Regions from separate parts of the Mus musculus genome. Here region 1 is linked to region 2. A link is a contact called in public HiChIP or PLAC-seq data. All regions are on one chromosome and are shown on one strand. Each heading gives the region's core, a stretch centred on a gene start, on an enhancer-like site or on the middle of the called end of the contact. The rest is flanking DNA. Distances are from core to core; before and after follow the strand shown.

The links. HiChIP or PLAC-seq counts read pairs in DNA pulled down with a chosen protein or histone mark.
Region 1: an H3K27ac HiChIP or PLAC-seq map of embryonic stem cells shows a contact between it and region 2, with 6 read pairs. The contact joins the enhancer-like site here to the promoter of Rsph9 in region 2. A contact is called at or near these places in 1 of 39 promoter capture datasets (liver), 1 of 15 datasets of contacts at CTCF or cohesin (large pre-B cells), 12 of 484 Hi-C or Micro-C datasets (the N1E-115 cell line, embryonic stem cells, large pre-B cells and 3 more), 7 of 115 datasets of contacts at active chromatin or transcription factors (double positive thymocytes, effector CD8 T cells, embryonic fibroblasts and 4 more) and 3 of 9 other capture datasets (adipose tissue, embryonic stem cells and liver).

What each region holds. Positions count from the first base shown.
Region 1 is chr17:46,069,989-46,075,740 of GRCm38.p6, forward strand. No RefSeq gene overlaps it. Among named protein-coding and RNA genes, the nearest start is that of Mrps18a, 38 kb to the right of the region's middle. Within about 2 kb of position 4,148, at least 230 of the 459 cell types and tissues checked have an H3K27ac peak or open chromatin away from gene starts, as enhancers often do. A contact at or near this core is called in the N1E-115 cell line, adipose tissue, effector CD8 T cells and 7 more, where this site is marked.
Region 2 is chr17:46,139,061-46,145,513 of GRCm38.p6, forward strand. It overlaps Rsph9 (radial spoke head 9 homolog (Chlamydomonas)), which reads right to left and starts at 5,140. Exons shown (of 5, transcript NM_029338.4): 1 at 4,862-5,140; 2 at 2,487-2,652. The coding sequence starts at 5,088.

The DNA of each region.
Region 1 (5,752 bases), core at 2,898-5,397, 70 kb before region 2:
AGAGCAATACTGATTTACAAGTTTTGCTTTATGTATGTGTTAAGCGAGTTAGTCACTGTGGGGAGAGAGAAAGCCCAGAGGCTGGGAGGCCTACAAGAGAGACTGTCGCAACAATTAAGAAAGAAAAGATGGAGCTGGAGGTGAGTCAAGGCTTAGGAGAGAGAAATAGAAATGGGAGATAAGGGGAGGCCAGACCCAAAGACTAGTTAGCCCAAGTCTGTTTGCACAAGGGTTCCTTGGCTTTGGCCCTGCCTGGCGTGTCAGTGGCCACGAGCCAGGTCAGGGGATGATCAGGCTGCAGATCACTGCGAGGTTGCTGCTGATTCATGATGATGAGCAGGAAAATCCCTCCCATCAGCAGAGTTCGGTCGGTCGTCCTTAGCAACTTGCAGAGCCCCCTGACTTCAGTCTCCCGGCATAGCAAATGCAGAGATGGCTCAATGGGTAAAGGCGCTTGCCTGCCCCAGGCTGACAACCTGAGTTTGACCCCCAGAACTCCCAGGATGGAAACAGAGAACCAACTCTTGAATTTTTCCCTCTGCCTTCTTACATGCATCACCATGACATTGTGTATGAATATACAACGACAATGACGATGACGACGATGTGATGGTGATGATGATGATGATGATATATTCAATTTCTGTTCCTTGTCTTAAAAATGAAGCAGCCAGAAGAGGGAACTCATCCAGAGCAAGACCCAAACACTAAGCCCGTTTCCCTATGCACACTGCACACAGCGAGTAGCTATTGCTCTTCCCAGAGAGCCAGTACAACTCTGTGCTTGCTTTTTGCTCTATGTAACCTCAGGCAGTCCACACAACCTGTGTCTTGGACTGCCTTTTGTTTTGTTTTGTTTTGTTTTGTTTTGGTTTGGTTTGGTTTGGTTTTTGTTTTTGTTTTTGTTTTTGTTTTTGTTTTTGTTTTTGTTTTTGTTTTCGAGACAGGGTTTCTCTGTGTAGCCCTGGCTGTCCTGGAACTCACTCTGTAGACCCTGTAGACCAGGCTGGCCTCGAACTCAGAAATTCGCCTGCCTCTGCCTCCCAAGTGCTGGGATTAAAGGCGTGCATCATCACGCCTGGCTTTGGGCTGTCTTCTTTAACACTGGGGGAACGGTACAGATGTTTTGTGTGTTTCTGGAAAGATAAAGACACGATCTGGGTAAAGAGCTCAGAAGAGGCCTGGTAGTGGTGATGCACGCCTTTACCTTGGCACTCAGGAGGCAGAAGCAGGTGGATCTCTGAGTCCAAGGCCAGCTTGGTATACAGAGTGAGTTCCAGGACAGCCAAGGCTACCTAGAGAAACCGTGTCTCAAAAAACAAAAACAAAAACAAAACCTAAAAAACAAAAAACAAAAAACAAAGCTCAGAAAAGACTCGAACATATAAGTGACCCATAAACACAGGTGTCCCAAAAGATCCTCTACAAAGCATTGTGGGAGTCCAGCTCCGCGTCTTAGCCAGGCGCTTGTCTTACTTCTCTGACATCTGCTCCTGGGTCCAGCCTTGAACTCTGCCTCACTGGTCTGGTCTGCCAGAGCTTCGGGCTATTTTCTATGACTACTCTTTCTGTCCACTATCATGCACCTTAGTGCTAATTTGTTTGCTCTGTCAGAGAGTCAGTTATCAAACATATCAGATCCTGCTCTGGACCATTGCTAAGGGCTAAAATGACAACAGAAATTATGGCCTGGGCCTTCCTTCAAGGAACTTCAGCTCCTTGAGTCCCTCCTGTGATGACTCACTAAAGACGCACTGAGCACTCCTCTAGGCCACACACAGGCGCTCTGTTTCTGGTTTCTGTTGCCTGCATTTGGATACAAAGAAATTATTCACCTCCAGGAGCTACTTAGTTTCCAATCTTTCTCTCATCCTTTCCTCCCAGGTAACTACCTTGTGCCCACAGTCTACACAGAGGCAGCAACCCAGACTGTAGAGAATTCTTCCCCGTCTCCCCTGGCTGAAGGCCTGGCACTGGTTCCCAGAGCCTACGTACACTGTGACTGAGCCAGGTCTTGTGGAGCAGATAATGAACAATCCCAAACCAAGCCCTGGGGACATCTCCACCCAATGGATCATTCCTTTTTTTTTTTCTTAATACTCTTTTCATCTTGATTTATTGTATATATGTGTGCACATGTATGAAAGCATTCGTGTCACAGCACATGGATGGAGATCAGAGGTTAATTTGCAGGAATCAGTTCTCTCCTCTACTGTGTGGGTTCCAGGAACTGAACCCAGGTCGTCAGGCTGGGTGGCAAGCCCCCTTCACCCACTGAGCCATCTCAGTGGCTCCCGAAAGGCGCCTCCTTTCCAGAAACATTTCTCTAAAGCCTCTAAAGCATCAGTGGGGGCTTGGGGGATGTGAATAAGATGAAGTCCCTACCCATGACATCTACACGGCATCATCCCATCCATCCAGCAGTGTTCTGAGCCATCTGGGAGACAGATGTGGAGCACATGAGGACATAAGTAGATCTCTGTTTTTATGACCCAGACCCTCAGGCTCATATTTGAGGATGCTAAGATAGATGTGGCTAGACTACGTCTGCCATTTACATTTGAGCTCAGTACCTACCCTCTCTGGGCTTCTGTTTGCTCTGACAGCTTTCTTGTCTGCCTGGCTGTGTGTATGTGAGGGTTGACACACCGAGAGTGCCATCTCAGGTGTTCTGGTTGTTCTACGTCAGCACCTAGACAGGTCGTCAACACACAGACAGTGCAGAATAGAGTGGTGGAGACCCAAGTCATCCTGGGAGCACGGAGAGGAGCGTCACAGTGCCAGGTGCCACTCAGCCAGAGAAAAAAGAGGGGTTGGACACAGATTCCCTCCCCACTTTATCTAGCCCTGCTTCTCTGGTACCCACTGGCCGCCCACAAGGAAAGTATCTCTCTAAGGGATAGCATAGGTGGGTAAAGGTAAAAACAAAAACAAACAAACAGAACCAGACCATGGTCTGAGGATGGAGCTCAGTGGGTTGAGCTCTTCCCTGGCAGTCAGAAAGCCCTGGGTTCGATCGCCAACATATAAACCAGGCATGGTGGACCACAACGTATGTAATCTCAGAAGTTGAGAGATGGAGGCAGGAGGTCCTCTGAGTTTCATGCTGTGGGATGTATGCACCACACGCATCATACACACACACACACACACACACACACACGCGCGCGCGGCAAATAAATAAAAAATAAATAGAATATAAAAACGTAAACCCCATCTCTCTTCATCAAAGATACACTCGTGGCCGTGGACCCACCCCTCACCAGGGCGGGCAAGACAGTGCCATGCCTTTCTTAGTCATGTCTTCCAGGGCCCTTGCTCTCCGAAGTGCCTGTGGCATCTGTGAGATGGTATAGGTAGGGGACAAAAAAAGCAAGGGCAACTCCCATTCAAATCCCTTCCTGGACCCTTTAGTTCCATGTCCCTGAGCGACCCTTTTGTCAGCCCCATGGAGGGAGGGCAAAGACTCCCCCTTCCAGATGGGTCCAGGGAGGCAAGAAGAACCTACATCATTCTTAGGCACTTGGCTCAAAATGGTAGTGAGCTGACAGGGTTAGAGAAACTGGACGGGCAACATTAGCGTTTGCCCTTTAACCTTTCCCCTCATTCTGCTTCACACATAGGTGTGCGGGGAAAGCCTAGTCCACAGAGACAGGGATGTAGGTCTCCAGTGGCTAGAGGAAGGAAAGACAGATACTGCTGCATAGAAGAAAGACTTGAATCTGAGGTAAGAGGTGCAGGTCTGCAGGACAGATAGGTGGAACTGGCAGGAGAGTTAGCTCTTGGAAAACACCGAGGGCAGGGCGGAAGTCAGCCGGTTCTCCACCCGTCACAACAGCATGCTAACATGGGACCATTCCTTGTCTACTAGTCTCTCCCCAACACCACCTGACCAGGCAGCCCCATTCCCAGTCCTGTGCCCACAAGGACCAGGATGTGGGCAATGCAAGCCAGACAAGCCCTGACGTAGACAGCCCCACGACCCCCAAACGCAGCCTCCTCCACAGCCGTAAGTCAAATAGTCCTTGTGGTTTGGCCACCAGCCAAGCGCCCACACCCCAGCTCACGGGACCGCAAACTTCCCTGTTGCATCAGGTTACACAGCGCGTGCACACAAGCCGGGAGCTTGTTACACAACCTTGGTGCGCGCGCTCGACACCCACACCCTCCGGGTAGCCTGCGGGTCACACAGAGGAAACCGCAGCCTTGTGTGTATAGGGCACAGGCTCTATTCCAGACTTTTGGCATCCAGACCCGGAGGATGGACGGGTAGAGAGTGTGTGTTTGGGGGAGGGAGGTGGGGTAGGGTGGGGTGGGGTGAAGACTCCTGGCTGGGAGCCAGGGGCTGGGAGCTCTCCCAGTGCCTTGCTTGCTATGGAACCTCAGGAGCTCACATTTGGGAGCCTGCTTCCTTCCTTCTACCACGACGGTCCAGATGTCCCCACCCTCAGTGCGAGTTAGTTTCCTCAAACCCCTACCAACCTTTCTTTTTTAATGAAAGCAGAGACGGGGCGTTAGATGAGAGGACTTCTAAATGAGCTTTTCTTATTTTATTACACACATTAGTTTTAATCTGGTCAGTTCTCCCATCATGTGTGTTCTGGGTCTTGCACTTCAGTTGGTCAGACCTGGCATGAAGCACCTTTGCCCTCTGAGCCATCCCACCTGTCCTAAGGGGGCCTTTTCTGTTGGAACTCTTCCAGAAGAACTGAGCCCCTCTGTCAAGCTTAGGGAAGGAAATTTTCTTCTGTGCACTTTTTTAAATAATAATTTTTATTAGAATACAATTACATCATTCTCTGTGCACTTGTTCTTTGCATTATCTTAGAGGAAACATGTTTCACTCTACTTTATAGTAAGTGGGGGAGGGGTGCAGTTGAGACATGAACCTCCCTAGGACCCACATGCCCTCTAACCCAGATAGGACTGTAAACTGGTGTTTCGCTAAGCATTTGTGGCAACACAGGTGCAGATAAACTCAGGGGACCTTGATAAAATGAGGTTTACACGTTTCCTATCCTTGGTTACCAACCTGCTGAGCCAGAACAAGAAGAGAGATGCCTTGGGCCCAGGTGGCTTCTATAGAAGGCATCCCTAGAGACTTTCCAGGTCCTGCTGGAAGCTGGGCTCAGTAGGCCATGAGCTCAGGCAGCTGTGGAGGCCTACAAGGACATCAGGGCCAGATGACCAAGATAGTCACTTTCAACTACATGAGGCAAACCTCAAGCACCTGTCCAGAACTGGTCCTGCACCCTGGCTATGCAGACAGGTAATGATGCAAGAGGCCCACTACCTTGCTAAAGTTACTTAGATCTGCAGTGACCCCTGCTGGCTCTAGGCAAATCAGCCATCTGGCGAGAAGGCCAGGCCCTCCTGTCCCCTCTCCACCATCTATCTGCCTTTCTGTCATGCTCCGCATTAGCTTTGACCCAGCCCCGTCAGGATTCCCCCATGACCACACCCCACTAACAGGGTCTCCCTTCTTCCTTCCATCCCTATAGGCAGAATATTGCCTATAGGCAACATGTTACTGAGTTCTGGGGCCAGTCCTGGGGATGTAACTACACAGGACTCAAGGGCAGTCAACCCTGGAAGATCAAGGCCACCACACTAATAGCAAACCTTCCTCGACTTTCCCAGGAAGGGAGCCAACCCCTTATGGTAGATGATCCCTAAGAAATAAACACCATCCCTATATCAGCCCAGTTCTCAGGAGGGAAACTGAGGCACATACTTTTTTTTTTTTTTTCAA
Region 2 (6,453 bases), core at 3,890-6,389:
CTTGGCATGACATGCTTGTCAGAGCTGAAACCTGGAAACTACTTTCCGTGAATCAGATATTGTTTAAACACAGTACATTTAAACACACTGGCACAAAAAGCCGGATGGCTGGTTGGGGTGCTGATATGGAAAGGTCTCTGGAAGATAAGTTTTCATAAAAGGGGCAATTGTGGACATACCACACTGCCAGTTTATATTTTTTAATATACTTTGTTTTATTACTTTGTACATATGTGTGTTTTGTCTGCATGTATTCTATGTGCCCATAGAAGTCAGAAGAGTGTGTCATATCAGATCCTCTGGAACTAGGGCTATAGACAGTTATGAGCCACCAAGTGGGTGCTTAGACTGAGCCAGGTCCTCTGCAAGAGCAACAAGGGCTTTGAACAACTCAGCCAACTCTACAGCCATTTTAAAATTTTGTTTAAAAGGAAACACACATAGATGCCAGGGGGTTACTTGGCACTGGTGTCTAGAAAGAGCATGCCAGTCTTCAAAATGGAGTCAGATTGTCAAGGATCGTGGGAAAATGCAGGCTGGTGATGCCAGGCCTGTGATTGTGCCCTTTAAGCTCCTGGGCCAAGCCAAGGCTGCTGATGCAGTAGAATCTGGACCAGGCAGGGACACACACATGCTAAGCAGTTACATAATGTCCCCTAGACCAGGAAGGGACACACACATGCTAAGCAGTTATATAATGTCCCCTAGACCAGGCAGGGACACACACATGCTTTGTTTTTTTGTTTTGTTTTTTGTTTGTTTGTTTGTTTTCATTTTTCGAGACAAGGTTTCTCTGTATAGCCTTGACTGTCCTGGAACTCACTATGTAGACCAGGCTGGCCTCGAACTCAGAAATCTGCCTGCCTCTGCCTCCCAAGTGCTGGGATTAAAGGCGTTGGCCACCACCGCCCAGCTGGACACACACATGCTAAGCAGTTACATAATGCCCCCTAGAAAAGAGGAAGAAAGGAAATTTTATTGCATTTCTTTTAGTGCCTATGACTCAGGAACCATGTGGTGTATTATCTAGTAAAATTAAGATTAGCCCAAAAGGGCTGGCCAGATGGCTCTGTGGGACATGGTACTTGCCACCAAGACTAATGGCCTGAGGACCAAGCTTTAGAACTTATATGAGGAGGAGAAACTGACTCCCACAAGTTGCCCTCTGACCTCCATGGGAGAGCCCAATACCACACACACAAAAAAAAATAAATGTATTTCAATGGCAGAAGACCTAGTCTTGATTCCCAGCACTGTTAAATAAGAATAATAACAACAACAATTAATAATAAAAGCCAGGCAGTGGCTAGGGGCTTTGCCGCTGCACCTGTAGCAGTCCTGACAGCCTTGCATGACTTACCGTCCAGGTGGTGAAGAGGACACTGGAGCTAGTGGCTAAGACTAATTCCAGCACTTGGCAGGGAGAAGCAGGTGGATTTCTGAGTTCGAGGCCAGCCTGGTCTACAGAGTGAGTTCCAAGACAATCAGGGCTAAACTGAGAAACCCTGTCTCAAAAAAAAATACCCAAATAACAATTAATAATAATGATGATGATGATAACAATAAGAGTATCCACATGTATACACACTCCCAGTCCACAGGATATGGGACAGACCCTTCTTTCCAGCCCCATGGGAAGTCAGGTTTTACAAGAGCTGCCCATCCGCTCTCTTTGCCTGTCCCTCAGGTGGTCTTAGCCACTAGCTCCAGTGTCCTCTTCACCGCCTGGACGGTAAGTCATGCAAGGCTGTCAGGACTGCTACAGGTGCAGCGGCAAAGCCCCTAGCTCCCCGGGGAATCAGTGCACACCTGGGCAATGGTGATGGCCATGACACTAGATCATCGTAGTAAGACTTGCTCTTGTTTCTTCCAGGCTAGGACCATGCAGTTTGTATGTGCATGAGTGTTTGGCTTGCATGTATGTCTGTGTACTGCTTTCATGCCTGGTGCCCACAGAGGTCAAAGGACACTGATCCCTTGGAACTAGAATTACAGACAGTTGTAAGTTTCCATATGGGTGCTGGGAATGGAACCCAGATCCTCTGAAAAAGCAGTCAGCGCTCTCAACCACCGAGCATCTCTCCAGCCCTGGAACAGTGAACCAGCGCTCTCAATCACTGAGCATCTCTCTAGCCCTGGGACACTCTCTGTTCTTGCTTTGATTTGGGGTTGGCTTGTGGGGCTGGGGGGACGCTAGGGTTTTGTCTACCATCCTCACACATTCTCCCATTGACCCTCAGCCATGACTGACATTTGTTCAGACCCTTCCAGCACACTCCTCCGACAGCACATACCCCACCTCTGCACTTACCCCCACCCCCACCCCACAGCCCTGCACTTACACACACACACAGAACCCTGAACTTACACTTACACACACACACACAGCCCTGCACTTACACACAAACACACACACACATAATCCTGCAGTCACACACACATACACACACAGCCCTGCACTTACCTCCCCCCAGCCCTGCACGTACCACCACTTCTTCATCAAAGACCTTCTCTCCTTCGTTAACCTTCTGCAACTCTGTGTGTTCATACTCGTGTGAAGGGTCGCCCATGAAACGGCCACTCACCACAGATATCTGCATGGCCATCTCCTCTGTGGCAGGGGGCAAGAGACTCCACTCTGTGCAGTTCAGGCTGCCAACAACAGACAAACATGCTGGACTCCAGTCCCCCTTTGTGCCCTGTTCCCACCACCCTTTTTACAGGAAAACACCTTCACCCCAGGATCCTCCAAGGTGTCCATAGGACAGCCCACCCGAACACTTGATACGCAGTCCGTTTGGTGTATTTCCTACTCTCCTTCAACTATTCTATTTTGGGGAGCTGGAGAAATAGCAGTTAGAAGCACTTGCTGTTCTCCCAGGGGACCCAGGTTTGGTTCCCTAGCCCCCAAATGGTGGCTCACAGCTGTCTGCAACTTCAGTTGCAGAAGATCCGATGCCCTCTTCTGGCCTCTGTAAACACCAGGTCCACACATGGTGTACAGGCATACATGCAGGCAGAACACCTCTAGTGGCTTGAGTATGCTTGACCCGTGGGAAGTCCTACTATTTAGGACGTGTTGGAGGAAGTGCATCGCTGTGGGGGTGGGCTTTGAGGTCCTATGCTTAAGCTCTGCCCAGGATGGAAGAGAGAGAAACTCAACAAATGCTTACACAAACGAGTCTCCTTATCTTGAGCCCAAATGTGGATTCCCAAACTGTACTTTATATGCCTGGTTATACTTTGCCCCCAGGCACTCCATACCAGTTACTCTGCCTATTGTTAGGTCAGGTTTGTCTCTTTGCCTGTGAGTGGTTTTGTTATTTGATATAGGGTCTCTCACTGTAGCCAAGGTTGACCTTGAAATCCTTCTGTCTCAGCATCTCAAGTGCTGTGATTACCGGCCTGAGCCGGTTCCTGCTGCCCTGAGATTCTCAATAGTAAGTGGTGACAACACTTAGCTGACCCTTTGGCTTGGACCAGCCTCGAACTCTCCGCCACCTCCGTCTAGCCTGTCAGTCTCTCTCCTAAATCCCCCCCCCCTCCATTCCCTCAGCCAGTTCCCCCTTCCAGACGCTTGCCTCTGGACACTACAAAGACCTCTAAGTGCCCATCCCACCATACTTCAGATCATCTGCCCACTCAGATATGACCCCGTAGGTGTTCCCTGGTGGCCTACGGACAAAGCTCAAACTCTTGACTTCTCCCGATCGACGGTTGCTGCCTCTGTCCAGTTTACTTCCGGTCTCTTCCCTAAACATGGAAAGCCTTCAGTCAGAGTGCAGGAGGGTCTCTCCAGCTCGCAGCTGTGGGGAAGTGCCCACCTTTCAGAACCCGGAGCAGCTGCTCTCTGATCGAGCTTAGCTCTTCTCCAAAAGCCCGGGACTCTTGGCATCGCTTTAGGATACCTTAGTTTTAGCAATTTTTTTTGAGACAGGGTCTTTACATATTTTTATGTGTATGAGTATTTTGTCTATATGTATGTACATGCACCTGCTGTGTACAGTGTCCTAAGAAGTTCCCTAGAACTGGAGTTATAGATAGTTCTGAACTCCGTGTACGTGCTACGGATTGAATCCCAGCTACGGATTGAATCCCAGTGGTTCAGAAGAGTACCCAGTGCTCTTAAGGTTTAAGCCATGTCTCCAGCCCCCAAATTCCCAGAGGGGCTTCAAACCCCCTGTGTATTTGAGACTGACCTTGAACCCCTGATCCTCCTTCAATACTGGTTTGATGCATGGGTAGATAAATGAAGTCCCCGGATACCTCCTGCTTGGATGCTTTAATAGCATGATAGGCTCCCCTAGCATCCTAGGGAACCCCGAAAGAGGTTGGGAGGCTTACACTGCAGAATTGCCCCCAGCTCTTTCCCCATTTTACAAGTCTTGCACTTCCAGGAAAGAGCACCTCCCACTGCAGAGCCTACACTCCCCAGAGACGTTTCTAAACAGCTTCAGTACAAATCTCAGAGCGTCTGACTTCTCCAAGCCAAATCCAGTCCACAGCTAGAACCTGAATTCTACACCAGTTGCCATCTCCGGGACTTCTACATTCTGTGCCCGCTCAGTTTATTTAGCCTTCTGTCTCTAACGAATCCATCTAGACCAGTTTCCCATGCAAATCCAGGCTGACAATGCTGCCTCCTTGGACCCTGCCCAGGCCACTTTCCCACCCTGTCAGGATCCACAGGACCCTCACAGTTCCGTGACATCTCAGTCCTCAAGCTCCTCATTTCCCTCCTCAAGCCCCACCCACAGGTGCTTCCTGCGTAGGTCCTGGGCGCACCCACCTTCCCCAGCTGGAGTTGCACCCAACACCCTTCGGGATCCTCCTGCAGCCTTATCTGCCAGAGTCGCCTCACCTGTAGAGCGTCTTGCGTGGTGCGAGCTGGTCCTCACTCAAGCCCTGTGCGATGTAGTAATCCGCCACAAGGCCAAGGATGCGGCCCCAGAAAAGGACCCTCGCGAAGCGGTAATCGCGCTTCACCAGCATAAGGGACGTGAGCAGTGAGGCCCGACGGTCAGGGCTGAGTCCCTGCCCACTGCCAGACGCCAACTCCAGAGACAACAAGAGGCTGTCGGCGTCCATCAGGCCAGCCGTTCTCCTCCAAGCTAGTCTGGCGGGTAGAAGCTGTCTCCATGGAGACCCTGAGCCCCACCCCTTAAGCTAGCAGGAAACAAAATACCACCCACCGGACCGCCCATCTCGCCAAACCCGCCCTTTCCGGGGGCCACGGACTTTCACAGTACAGTGTAGACTCATGTATTCTGTTATCCCAGCGCGGCTTCCCTATATGTGCACTCCACATTACGTACTCCATTTTTGCCCATACGGACTTGGGAAGAAACCCAATACAAAGCCACAAGGCCACTAGCTGTATTATTTCAACCTGGGAATATCACTTCTTGGCCTGAGAATTTTATGAAGAATCTGATACCTTGGCTCTAAAAGCAGTTTCTGACACCTAAACCCACCCAAAGCCAGGTTTCACCAAATAGGTTCTATCCAATCTGACCCCTCCAGTTTTCACGTGAGAGCTCTTTGTTTACTCCCAGGACTAGTCTGACAAATCGGGGAAATCCTTGGAAAAGAATGTAAAGGGTGACAGTTTCCCAGGGGTGGTGGCCCACACCTTTAATGCCAGCCCTCAGGAGGAAGAACTCTTTTGAGTTCAGGGCCAACCTGGTCTACATAACAAGGTCGCAGCTAGCCACACGACTGAAGTGTGTAGAGCTTCATAGTCTCTTTAAAAAAAAAAAAAAAAAAAAAAAAAGCCACTTACAGACTACATGTGTGTCAGCTACATAACTTTGGGCTCCACAGCTGTTCAGACCCAAATAGTAGCCACAGAGGATCAGCTCTGTATTCCCTAGGCTAGCCTAACTCAGGCGAGTCTAACCACTGCTACATCACATCCGCTGCTGTTCTGGAGTCTCCAAAGTCAAAATCACCGGGGTCCTCTGAAGGCTTGTTTCAGGCCTTGTCAATGACTGATCTTATTTCTGGATTCCTTTGTGGAAGACTCATGAAGTCAACATGCCCTGGGCCTCCAAGCCAAGCCCAGAGAGAAATAAGTGTCTAATTTGCTCAGATAATTACTTTGTTTTGATGTTTTGATTGCCTGGGCATTGTTCATCGAGGCTTTTTAAATGGGCATTAGAGAGCTGACCTGGCCGGTCATTTCAAAGAAACTTATGCCGCCCCCCCCCCCCCCCACACACACACATCAGGTCCTGCCCTCCACCATCATGCCCTGCTTTGGTAATATGGCTTAATTCTTCTGTAAAGCGATATCAGACACAAAAACAACCAACAGTTTGGCTGACAGGATACACTTCAGGGGAGGTCACACAGAACACAGCCCAAGCATCTTGCGTTCCCCTATACTGGATTTACCCATCAGAAATGAGTTCACATCAGGAGCCAGAATCTGAAGAAGGCCTTCTCAGAGCT